4 separate regions of the Sus scrofa genome follow, and all the other regions are linked to region 2. Evidence: chromatin contacts called from public Hi-C and promoter capture Hi-C data. All regions are on one chromosome and are shown on one strand. Each heading gives the region's core, a stretch centred on a gene start, on an enhancer-like site or on the middle of the called end of the contact. The rest is flanking DNA. Distances are from core to core; before and after follow the strand shown.

Evidence for each region. Promoter capture Hi-C pulls out the DNA fragments that hold promoters and counts their contacts. Hi-C and Micro-C count contacts between places; a contact is called where the count stands out from the background.
Region 1: a promoter capture Hi-C map of liver shows a contact between it and region 2, with 6 times the contacts expected there. The contact joins the promoter of EHF here to the promoter of SLC1A2 in region 2. A contact is called at or near these places in 2 of 5 promoter capture datasets (fetal liver and liver) and 1 of 2 datasets of contacts at active chromatin or transcription factors (alveolar macrophages).
Region 3: a promoter capture Hi-C map of liver shows a contact between it and region 2, with 7 times the contacts expected there. The contact joins the enhancer-like site here to the promoter of SLC1A2 in region 2. A contact is called at or near these places in 2 of 5 promoter capture datasets (fetal skeletal muscle and liver), 6 of 47 Hi-C or Micro-C datasets (embryonic fibroblasts, mesenteric adipose tissue, omental adipose tissue and 2 more) and 1 of 2 datasets of contacts at active chromatin or transcription factors (alveolar macrophages).
Region 4: a Hi-C map of alveolar macrophages shows a contact between it and region 2, with 3 times the contacts expected there. The contact joins the enhancer-like site here to the promoter of SLC1A2 in region 2. A contact is called at or near these places in 2 of 5 promoter capture datasets (fetal liver and liver), 9 of 47 Hi-C or Micro-C datasets (alveolar macrophages, embryonic fibroblasts, heart right ventricle and 5 more) and 1 of 2 datasets of contacts at active chromatin or transcription factors (alveolar macrophages).

Annotation. Positions count from the first base shown.
Region 1 is chr2:26,338,811-26,341,510 of Sscrofa11.1, forward strand. EHF (ETS homologous factor) reads right to left here and starts at 1,412. Exons shown (of 10, transcript XM_013994435.2): 1 at 1,389-1,412.
Region 2 is chr2:25,602,621-25,605,412 of Sscrofa11.1, forward strand. SLC1A2 (excitatory amino acid transporter 2) reads left to right here and starts at 1,272. Exons shown (of 11, transcript XM_003480708.4): 1 at 1,272-2,792.
Region 3 is chr2:26,465,507-26,468,206 of Sscrofa11.1, forward strand. All of the region lies in intron 2 of ELF5 (E74 like ETS transcription factor 5), which reads left to right. The region is part of intron 1 of LOC106509379 (a long non-coding RNA gene); the gene reads right to left. Among named protein-coding and RNA genes, the nearest start is that of ELF5, 9.8 kb to the left of the region's middle. Within about 2 kb of position 1,450, at least 3 of the 83 cell types and tissues checked have an H3K27ac peak or open chromatin away from gene starts, as enhancers often do. A contact at or near this core is called in liver, where this site is marked.
Region 4 is chr2:26,370,092-26,372,791 of Sscrofa11.1, forward strand. No RefSeq gene overlaps it. Among named protein-coding and RNA genes, the nearest start is that of EHF, 31 kb to the left of the region's middle. Within about 2 kb of position 1,295, at least 5 of the 83 cell types and tissues checked have an H3K27ac peak or open chromatin away from gene starts, as enhancers often do. A contact at or near this core is called in alveolar macrophages, where this site is marked.

The DNA of each region.
Region 1 (2,700 bases), core at 162-2,661, 740 kb after region 2:
AAGCATACATATACATATATATATACACACACACACATATATTCTTATATATATAAATATGAATGTGTATACATATATACGTATGACTGGGTTGTTTTGCTGTACAGTAGAAATTGACAGAACACTGTAAATCAACTATAATGGAAAAAATGAAAGTCATAAAATAAAAAAAATTTTAAAGAGAAGCTTAACAATGTGCTGAAATTTGCATTATAATATCTTACAGGAACAGGGAAAATGAAGCTCAGTTCTGGAAAGCAATTGAAAATGTGAATATTTCTTGGAAGACTGAGATTATAAAGTTGAAATGAAAAAAAAGTAGGAAACAGGCAAACAAGTCTGGATCTTATGGGACAGTTTTCAGCCCCTGCCCTTCCATACCAAATATTTAAAAAGTCAAAATGCTCAGAATAAGACTAGAGGGGAAGCCCATTGGAAAAAGTTGTGACCTGGTCTTGTCTGGGAAGTCATGAGTCTCTTCTGACACAAAGGTCACTCCACCCCCCATCAGCGGCTAGGCAGGCTAAGCACCACAGTGAGACGCCCTTAGGCATCTAGATCGAGAAATGGCAGAAGCGTAGAGTGAAGAGTTGGAGGGATGACGAGGGCATTAAATATGAAGGTTGAGGGCAGTCGTGGACACTAGCTGGGGGTGGGGGTTGCTGTCAGTTTCTCAATCCCCATTCTTTATGAGCAATTGGGTGTCTCAAGAAAACGTAAAATGCTAACCAGCCAGATTCTGCTCCTATATGCCTTCCAGACAGAAATTAGGAATTCTGGACCTGCTCGAGCCTCTGCAAAGAATGCATCTAGAAACCTTCTGGAAATGATATCCAAGGGCTGACAAGCACATCCATTGGGACGATGCAAAAACCTCATTTGCATAAATAAATGACTCATTCAGTCCATTCAAAACATATGCACCTGCACATTGGTGAATGCCAAGATAGAAACCCTTGGAATTATTTCTGAATAATTCCATATTGAGGGGAAATCCAGATGAAATCTCGCAATGTGTATTATGGCATGTCTATGATTTTTCTCCCCTTCCCCTCCCCCCTCCCCATCCATAGCCATCACATACGGGGGTTTGAAATTAGTCAATCTGTCTTCCTGGACGAGAACCGTATGCCAAATACTTATTTTGAGACCTCGTTTCTTTTATGACAGTGCCCCAGGAAAGTTTTATGAGAATCCTAATTTCAGGTTGGAGGTTAATAGCTCTGAAATTCTGAGAACCAAAAGATATTGTGTAGGTGGGTGTACAGTGAAACCGAAATAAGGAACTCCTCTGTAAACTGAACCAAAAATATGCACAGTCAGTTCATCTGAACACTTCTCTCGGGAGGACGACCCCGAGCGAAAGGGACCAGCCCCGGGCTACTCACTTCCTCACAGTGGAAAAGATGGCGGCCGCTGAGCTCTGTTCGGCTGCAAAGGACGCGACTCGGAGGGCGCGGGCCAGAGCCACCCCTGACAAGGTGAACGTGCCAGAAGGGCATGGTCTGCTTGCCAGGGACCTTCTCCGTCAACACCGAAGTGATGAAGGACTTTTTCCATCCACACCAAAACCCCTCAAAGTCTGCCCAAGGGTTAGAGCCCTCAGATTCACCAGTTTGTGCGTCTCCAGGGACTGCCAGAACCACTAGAGCAGAAAATCTCAGGGAGTCAAACCTTAGCTCTCACAATTGTGTGTGGTTGTGGTGGAGGAGGGGCGCCCTCGGCAAATTCCTGGGTTTTGCTAATTCCTTTTCTTTCCAGCTTGGCAGGTCACCTTAACTTGGACGCTGAATGCCCAGCTGGGGAAAATAGGCTTGTTAGGGGATGGGTCAATGCTCTGTGAACTTCAGCCTTGGCTGGGGGTGACATTCTTTGAACCACCAGGTAAGACGAGCCTAGGAAGCCTCAGCACTGTGCCAACATGGACACAATTGCCCGTCATCCAGACCCACCATGGGTCACTGCACTGCCTGACTCCGAGTGGACCACTCATTGCTCTGACTGCAACCCACCTCCACACCTCAGACCTGTTGGCAGGGCACATGGGGCGGTAGGGAGAGTTGCCGGGAAAGAAGGTGAAGTGAGACCAAGAAGGAAATGGGCAGAGAGAGAGGAGTTTCGGTATCTTTCATCCTGAAGTCCGTAGAGAAACTGTGAGATGTCCCCAAAACTCACTTGGTAACATTTCTTACCATTTTAAGCACAACGGGACCAGAATTTTATACCCACATTTCCATTCTTCATGTTGGCCACCTTCTCGAAAAGCAACCAGATCATGCCCTTATTCAGAAATCTTTGCCAGTTTCCCCGTCTGTGGAGCTACGTTCCTCAGAGGACACAGCTACCAAGGGTGGTTGGCGAGATGATTTTGAACACAAGCAATAATTTCTATTTTAATGGTTATATGTTTTTGATGGGAAAACAAGTAAAAAAGAGAGTCAAACTAAGCCAAAATGAAAATGATTGAGCCAATAATATAAATGGGTACATAGACATGGCAAAAAAAAAAAAAGTGATAATAAAATATTAGTGATTGAAGTTTGGAAAATAATGGCTTAAAGACCTATAGTTCCAACTTCCTGAGGGCACACTGTTACCGGTCCCCCCACCACTTGGTCTCCACCTATGTCCTAAGTCCCACGGTCTCCAACCGTACCTCTGGGGTACATCCCATATGCGGTGGACCCACCCGCATGGCTT
Region 2 (2,792 bases), core at 22-2,521:
CCAAAATGTTCCTGCTGACTTGTGGGGTTGACTTCATTCTGTCCTCATACCAGAGCTTTATTGACTTAATGTGGGCTGGGAGATTTGTAGTTTGTGGTGAAGACGGAGAAGAATTAAGGGGGTCATCCTCTAGGCAGCTTTAGGGGAGGCTAGATTTTCATGTGGGCTCAGTGGGAAATTAAATGGGGTGGATGGTGCTGCTCCCACATGTCTAGGATGACCCTTTATTGAGCACCCAAGATGTGCGAGGCTCAGAACTAAGCCCTTCCTACACATTAGCTATCTTATTTAACTTCACAGCAACCATGAGGTGGCATTATTTAATTTTTATTTATTTTTTACTGTATTTTTTTTTATGGCTGCACCCATGGCATATGGAATTTCCCAGGCTAGAGACTGAATCCCAGCTGTATCTTCCTTTTGTCTTTCCAAAGGCTAAACACACCAGTTTGCTTCAACTACTCTTGGAGGCTGTGTTTCTGAACCATTTCTCCTCCTGTGCTTCCTGATGCTGGCTGCACAGCAGGATAAAAATCACATGGGGAAGTGAAAAACAAACAAACAAAAAATACAAACCCTGAGTCAGAGCCCTGCTCCAGACGGACGGAACCCAGATCTGGGAAGGTGGCCTGGGCATTATTGTTTTGAAAGAAACTTTCTCATTATATTTTAATGTGCAGTTAGTACTGAAAAGCACTGCTCCAATTTGCTTGAAAAATGAAGACCCTCTGGAGCGAGGAAAAAGAAATCGGTTCCTTCTAGCTAATGATTATTATCCAGAATTATCTGTGGCATATTCCACATAATTTAACAGGCCGCCTCTTTAAGGGCAGCTGAATGCAAATGTTTCGAAAGCATTGGATGGGATGTCAAGGTTCCCAAACATAGCCATTTACCGGGTGCCAGCCTCTAGTGGAAGAGATTTGCGTACCTTTTACATTTCATTTCTTTTTTTCAGCACTGAGAGGTTGGGAACGGTACTCCCATTTTGCAGATGGGATGAAAAGAAATTGAGGAATTTCCTCCCGGATTACTCCAGGGGAAGGTGAAGAACTAAGGCTTTCGGATAGCAGCAGTCGGCACTTCACCACGAAGCCGCGCGCGCCCTGCTGGGACTCGGGCTTCCCTGGCACAGTCCCCAGGATAAACTCCGCGAGCTTCTACGTGGCCCGCTGCTGCATTCGGTCTTCGAAAAAGCCTCAGAGCTGGAAAGCGCCTCTTTCTGGGAATAAGACTAGGGAGGCGGCGACGGAGGACGATACCCGTATCTCAGACCCTGCCCAGAGGAGCCCCGCAGGTTCTAAGGGACTGGCTTGCCGCACTGACATCGGCGCGCTGACACTTTGCAGATCTCTTTCTCTCAAGAGAGAGCCCTTTTAATTTTCACTTCGGCCCAGCAAAGGGGGTTAATTTGGCCCCATTTTCCAGACGAGGAAAGTGAGTCTTTCTCTCCCCGTAGGTCGCAGCGTGGGGAAGTGGTGGAGCTGGAGGTGTCCGCCTTGTCCCAGAGATAATAAAACCTGCACGGATTTCGTCATTATTATGCAAAGCCGGCGGGGAAGCTCCAATCCTCCCTTGACCGAGCCCATCTGTCTCCGCGCGCCGCCCCCGGGGCACAGAAGCCGACGGCAAACGGAGCCGAGTGGGTGGAAACCCTTCCTCTCCGCTTGCCTCGCCATCGCTCCGCGCCTTCTCCGCCAGCGCCCCCGAGGCCGACCTCCCTCGGCTTAAAAAAAAAAAAACTGCGGCCTCCCCAGCACCCCGCCAGCGGCCCCTAGGGAACTGCATTAATATTAATCCCCATGCATAATTGAAGGCCAGAGATTTATTCGGGCCGCGGTGGGGGAGGGCGCCCGGCTGGGCTGTGTTGTGGCCGCGCTACTCAAAAGCTTCGGCCGCTCGGGTTCCGCGGGGCCTGGTACCCAGGACGTGGGAAGTTGGGGCGGGTGTGCAGCCTGTGAGGATGAGCTTGGGAGTAATGTGAGTCTGAGCAAGTGTGCCAAGGAGTGAGGCGTAGCGCTGGGGGCTGCTCGAGGGAGGCGGGGACGGAGGGGCATCCCAGGTCTTCACGCCTTGGCTTGCGTTTTACCCACAGCCGGGTGACCCCGGGCCACGCGGGCTTGAGAGGAAACAATAGCGACTCCTTAGATCCTGGGCTCCTGCCACCGGCGGCCCAGGCCTTCCCAGGAGACCAGCGGGGCTTCTTATTTGGCTAGTTTATGGCGAGAGGCTGGGCGGGGGCGGGGGCGGGATGGCGGAGGAGGGACCGCGGCTGGAGCTGGGGGGCGAGGGGGCGGCAGTTAAAGGAGTCTCCCGAAGCAGAGGCGCTGGTGATGTCAGCTCTCTACTAAAATAGAGAGGGATCGCCCGCAAATCCCCAGCTCCAGCGGGGCTAAACCTTGCAACCCCTCCCCGGCCGGCGCTGAGCCAGGGCGCAGCGACCTCCACCGCCTCCCCCGGCGTTCACACCCACCGCACACGCGCGCACGCACGCACGCACACACACGTTCCCTTGCACACCTACCGCACTCGCCGCCCTCCCACCCCCCACGAGCCCGCGCTCCGCCACTCGAAGCGCCCCACACCAAACACAGGTGGCAGCGGCGGCAGGTCGTCCCTGCGCGCAGTCCCGGAGGCGGCGCCTCTCTCTTGGGGGAAACCACCCTCCGAGCCTGCAAAGCACCCAGCAAGGCACTACCGGAGCCGGCGGAGGGAGCGCAGGACGCGCGCAGCGGAGAGCGGAGACGCGGCTTAGCGCCGGCTGGAGCCTCCCGCGCCCCCTGAGGCGCTAA
Region 3 (2,700 bases), core at 200-2,699, 860 kb after region 2:
TATCTATGAGGATGCAGGTTCAATCCCTGGCCTTTCTCAGTGGACGTTGCTGTGGCTGTGGCATAGGCCACCAGCTGCAGCTCTGATTTGACCCCTAGCCTGGGAACTTCCATATGTCGTGAGTGCGGCCCTAAAAAGAAAAAAAAAACAAAAAAACAAACAAAAAAAAGAGTAACTCTGAGGATTAAGGGATCCACACTGTGAAATATATAGCCTGGCACCAAGCAAGTGCTCAGTAAAACAGAGGTCCCCACGTTGTCCCCCAGGCTACCTCCACTGAACTTTCCCTTCTCCCAACTCAGTTTTCTCTGCCTAAGAAGGAAGCACGGGGCCTTGAGCAAATCCCATGCCAAATGGAGGCCTGCTGAGCTTTGGCCCAGAAACCCTCTGAGAGCCTCTGTCCCCAGGTACCTGGGTGACTGCACATGACAGCAAGCCTGGCTGATGGCTAGCACAGCAGGTGCACACCCCAAAGGGACGTGACGTAAGCCGGGATCAAGGTATCAGCCCTTGCCGCTCAGCCTTGACCTGTGTGCTCTAGCTGCGGGGGAGCCTAAGCTGAGGGTCAAGAGGCAGGTGGCCTCCAGGAGAGGCCGAGACTCTGAGGACACTGAACCGTCCACCACAGGGAGCCATGCCTTCAGGCCGGCCACCAGCACTGCACAGACAGAGCTGAGGCACATACTTCTGAATCCAGGGCCACCCCCTCCCCCAGCCCCACACGCGACATGTGACACGTGACATCGCTCAATCTCACCGAAAGGTCCTGATAATTGGGCGTGGACCTGAGTCACCCAGCTGCACATTACAAATCTCTGCCAGGCCTCAGGAGCACCTTGCTTCCCAGGAAGATAATGAGAAAGCTCTTCAATCCACCCCCCCAACCTCAATATTTACTTAAGAGGCTAAATTCGAAGGAGGAAAATGAAGGCTTTCCAGTCCCTGCCCCTGCCCCACGTGGCCCACGATGGTGGAGCCCCAGCTCCTGGCCATCCTCCCTACCCACTCCTGCCGTCCTGGGAGCCCCCTCTTCCTGCCTAGTCTGCTGGGTGGCAGCAGAGTGGGAGGGAAGGGGATGGCCCCAGCGGCCTACCCCGTGCAAAGTTCCGGAAACCTCTGTCGTTGTCAGGCACTCCGACTTTGAGCTAGGAATCCTAAATGTGAAGTCCAACTCTGCTATTTCCATGTCTACACCATCTTGACCTCTCCCGCCTTGGTTTTCTCGTCTGTAAAGTGGAGACGGTGGTAGGGCCCATCTCGCAGTGCTGTGAGCGTGAAATGAGTTAATACGCGTGAAACGGGAACACGGCAAGCGCACGAAGTGTATAAAAATGAAGGATGAGTTTCAGTTTGGGATGAAGACGTTGTGCAGATGGAGAGTGGTGATGGCTGCACAACAATAGGAATGTACTGAACTACGCTCAACGGTTATGTTGACAAAGCCCAGAGCCAGCTTTCTCCTGTCTGAGGCCTCTGCATTTCCACCAGTGTAATGAGGAGTTGAGCCAGGTCCTTGCTAGGTTCCCTTCCAGAACCTTCTCTGATCCCCGCATCACAGAGGGAGCCTTCATCCCCCACCACCCCTGGGAGACTAGAAATTCCCACCATCATGTGAAAATTAAAATATCCTCTGAGAGTGGCCCTGCATCCTAACATTCCCCGAGGGAGGAGCCCGGCTTTGGGCTTGCCATCTGGCCCCCTGGATTTCAGGAGTGTCTCTGAGCCCCTAAACATCACATTTTGGGGGTGAAAGATTAGTCTCCAGGGACGGCCTGGGCTCCCTGAGTCCCACTGGTGAAAGGAATGGCCCTGCAGCGTCTTCTGTCTTTTTCTCACCCAGAGAGGCCACACGTGGGTCTGAGTATCTGCACGAAAGTTCGCTGAAAGCCAGGTTCACCTCCAGACACTGCTCTGCAAACTTTCCAAGCCTGGTGGCCCTCTCCCTAAGGTCCTTGACCACCTCATGGGACATTCTAGCTTGAATTCAGGGTTGTTCCAATGGCAGCTTCCTGTTTGGGTTTGGGTTCAAAGGCTGGTGCCGGCACTGACCCGCCCTGTGACTTTGGGCAAGCTTTTCCTAACATCTCCGAGATACACTTCCTCAGCTGAAAGAGTTTCTGCCGCCTGGCATTGGAAGGACTGGCTAGATTCCACATACAAAGTGTTCAGTAAAGCATCTGGCGCTTGCTAGGTGGTCTCGGCAGCCAGGACACCTCCTGACTGGCACAGATGGAAAAAACAGCTTTCTCTCTTGTCGCTTCACTTTTCACATTGAATGACGGCAACATGGGCTGCCTCCCATCCCAACCTTTCAAGTCAGTATTATTGGCAGCTTAGACACTTGGCGACCAAAGGGAAAGAAAGGGGGAAAGACATGATGTGCCCACTAGATAAATGATGTCACGAGAGGGCAGGAAGCAATAGGTAACCTAGTTAAGAGAACCATATGGTTTACTGTCTCTCAAAGGGCTCTAGCAGAGGCCGCCTGAACCTGTGTCTGACGTGCAGGATCCCACCTGCTCTTTGAAGTAGCCCTTCTGTGTGGCTGCTCTGCCGGCTGGCGAGTGGACAGTCACAGATTGCAAAATGCTCTAGAATGTCATGAGCTCACCCTGGCCTTCCCGGCAGCTCTTTAAAAATAAAGAATAATGGAGAGTGGAAACTCTTATCCAGGCTGGAGGATGGGGGGAGCTGCGTATA
Region 4 (2,700 bases), core at 45-2,544, 770 kb after region 2:
TTGGCATTGTCTGGAGTTCCTACTGTGACGTAGAGGAAACGAATCTGACTAGGAACCATGAGGTTTTGGGTTAGATCCCTGGCCTTGATCCTGGTTAGATCCTCAGTGGGTAAAGGATCTGATGCTGCCATGAGCTGTGGTGTAGGTCACAGACACGGCTCAGATCCCTCTTTGCTGTGGCTGTGCTGTAGGCTGGAGGCTACAACTCGGATTAGACCCCTAGCCTGGGAACCTCCATATGCCATAGGTGCAGCCCTAAAAAGACAAAAGACAGAAAAAAATAAAATAAAATAAAGAATTTGGCATTGTCATTGCTGTGGCTTGGGTCACTGCTATGGTTAGGGTTCAATCCGTGGCCCAGGAACTTCTGCATGCTCATTATTATATTATCAAATGGATAAAAACCACCAAACAAAACCCAACTAAGATTTGTTTAACAGGTTCATAAAAAGTTACCCGAAATGACTTGTCTCTCCTCCTAGATAGGTCTGCTGTTTGATGTATTTGAACAATCAGCTAAACACATGAGAAGAGATGTTTCTATTTAAGGAGCTCCCACTGTGGCACAATAGGCAGTGTCTCTGCAGCACCAGGACTGCGGGTTTGATCCCCAGCCAGCACAGTGGTTAAAGGATCTGGAGTTGCCACATCTGCAGCATAGGTCATAACTGTAGCTCAGATCTGATCCCTGGCCCGGGAACTCCACATGCCACAGGGTGGCCAAAAAAGAAAATTAAAAAGTCAATTTGAAATGTTTAAGGAAAAAGCGATTTGGCAAGCAGGTAGAATCAGAAGAACTGGGCCTCAGTTTCCCTCTCTGCATGAAGAGAAGTCTGGAATACAAGCTGCTGTCTTTCATCTTTGACCTTCATAAAGCAGCCTGATTCTGCAAGGGTCATCCTAGCTACTCGTGTATGCATCTAGCAACTTCTAATCCTGCCTGGCCCAGGAATACCTGGCATCTGGTGCCCTTCTCTGGGTGGAGTTTTTGCAGGGCTCACACAAGCCCACTGCCTGGGCATATCTCCACTATCCCTAAGCCTCCCTAAGATCCACCAGTTCCAACATCCCCGAGTGCCCACCATACGCAACCACAGAAGGCAAAATTCTAACCCGCAGTTCCGAGAACTTGCAGAGAGGAGAAATGGGGCTTTATTGGTTTCCAGCGTTACCTGCCCAACCTATTCAGGAGGACATTTCCTTCTTTCCTCCACAGCTTTGGAGAGTCCTTCTTCTTCTTCACATTCAGGGGACAGAAAGCTAGCAGCAGAACTTGGCTTTTTCCCAGCGTGACAACGTGCTTTGGGGTTAATGAAACATCGCCACCTGGTGGAATGATACTAAGCTAACTAGACAGAGAGTGACGGACTTCTAGTCTCCCAACAGGTAAGGTCACAGAATCCCAAAGAGAAAGAGCTAGAAGGGTCCTTAGAGCTTGGATCCGATTTCTTTACTAAATAATGGAAATGTTGTATAGAGATGGTTTGTGAATGTCAAGACTAGAACCCAGAACGACTGACCCTTTGTGTGAATAATGCCGCTTTCTTCCTTCTCTACTACCTACCCCGCACAACGGATACTCAGTCATCCCATACTGTCGCCCAAAATGACTTAATAACTGAGGCTAGCAAAGTCAGGATTATTTCCATCCTGCATGTTTCCTCTTGCTTTTTATCAACTCTACGGAGGTAGAATGGGAAGACTAGAGGAGTTGCAACCAGTAACTGGTATAAAGAAAAGACAGATCACACACCTATGGTCAATTCTTCTTCAACAAAGGGGGCAAGAATATACAATGGAGAAAAGACAATCTCTAAGCAAGTGATGTTGGGAAAAGCTGGATAGCTGCATGTAAATCAACGAAGTTAGGACACTCCCTCATACCATACACAAAAATAAACTCTTAACAGCTTAAAGACATAAGTGTAAGACATGACACCATAAAACTCCTAGAAGAGAATACAGGCAAAATCCTCTGACATAAATTATAGCAGTGTTCTCTTGGGTCGGTCTCCCAAGACAAAAGAAATAAAAGCAAAAAAAAAAAACAAAAACAAATGGGACTTAATCCAACTTAGAAGCTCTTGTACAGCAAAGGAAACCATAAGCAAAATGAAAATACAACCTATAGAATGGGAGAAGATATTTGCAAACAATGAAACAAACAAGGGACTAATTTCCAAAATATACAAATAGCTCATATAGCTCAGTATCAAAAAACAAACAACCCAATCAAAAAATTGGGCAGAAGACCTAAATAGACATTTCTCCAAAGAAAGCATACAGATGAAAAGATGCTCAACATCACTAATTGTTAGAGAAATGCAAATCAAAACTACAATGAGGTTTCACCTCATACCAGTCAGAATGGCCACCATCAAAAAGTCTACAAATAATAAATTCTGGAGAGGGTGTGGAGGAAAGGGAACCCTCCTACAATGTTGGTGGGAATGTATATTGATGCAGCCACTATGGAGAATAGTATGGAGGTCCCTTACTAAACTAAAAATAGAGCTACCCTATGATCTAGCAATCCCACTCTCTGGCATATATCTGGAACACACAAAAACTCTCATCCAAAAAAGACCTACACCCCAATATTCACAGCAGCACTATTTACAATAGTCAAGACATGGAAGCCACTTAACTGCCCATTGACAGATGAATGGATAAATAAAATGTGGTGTACATATACATATA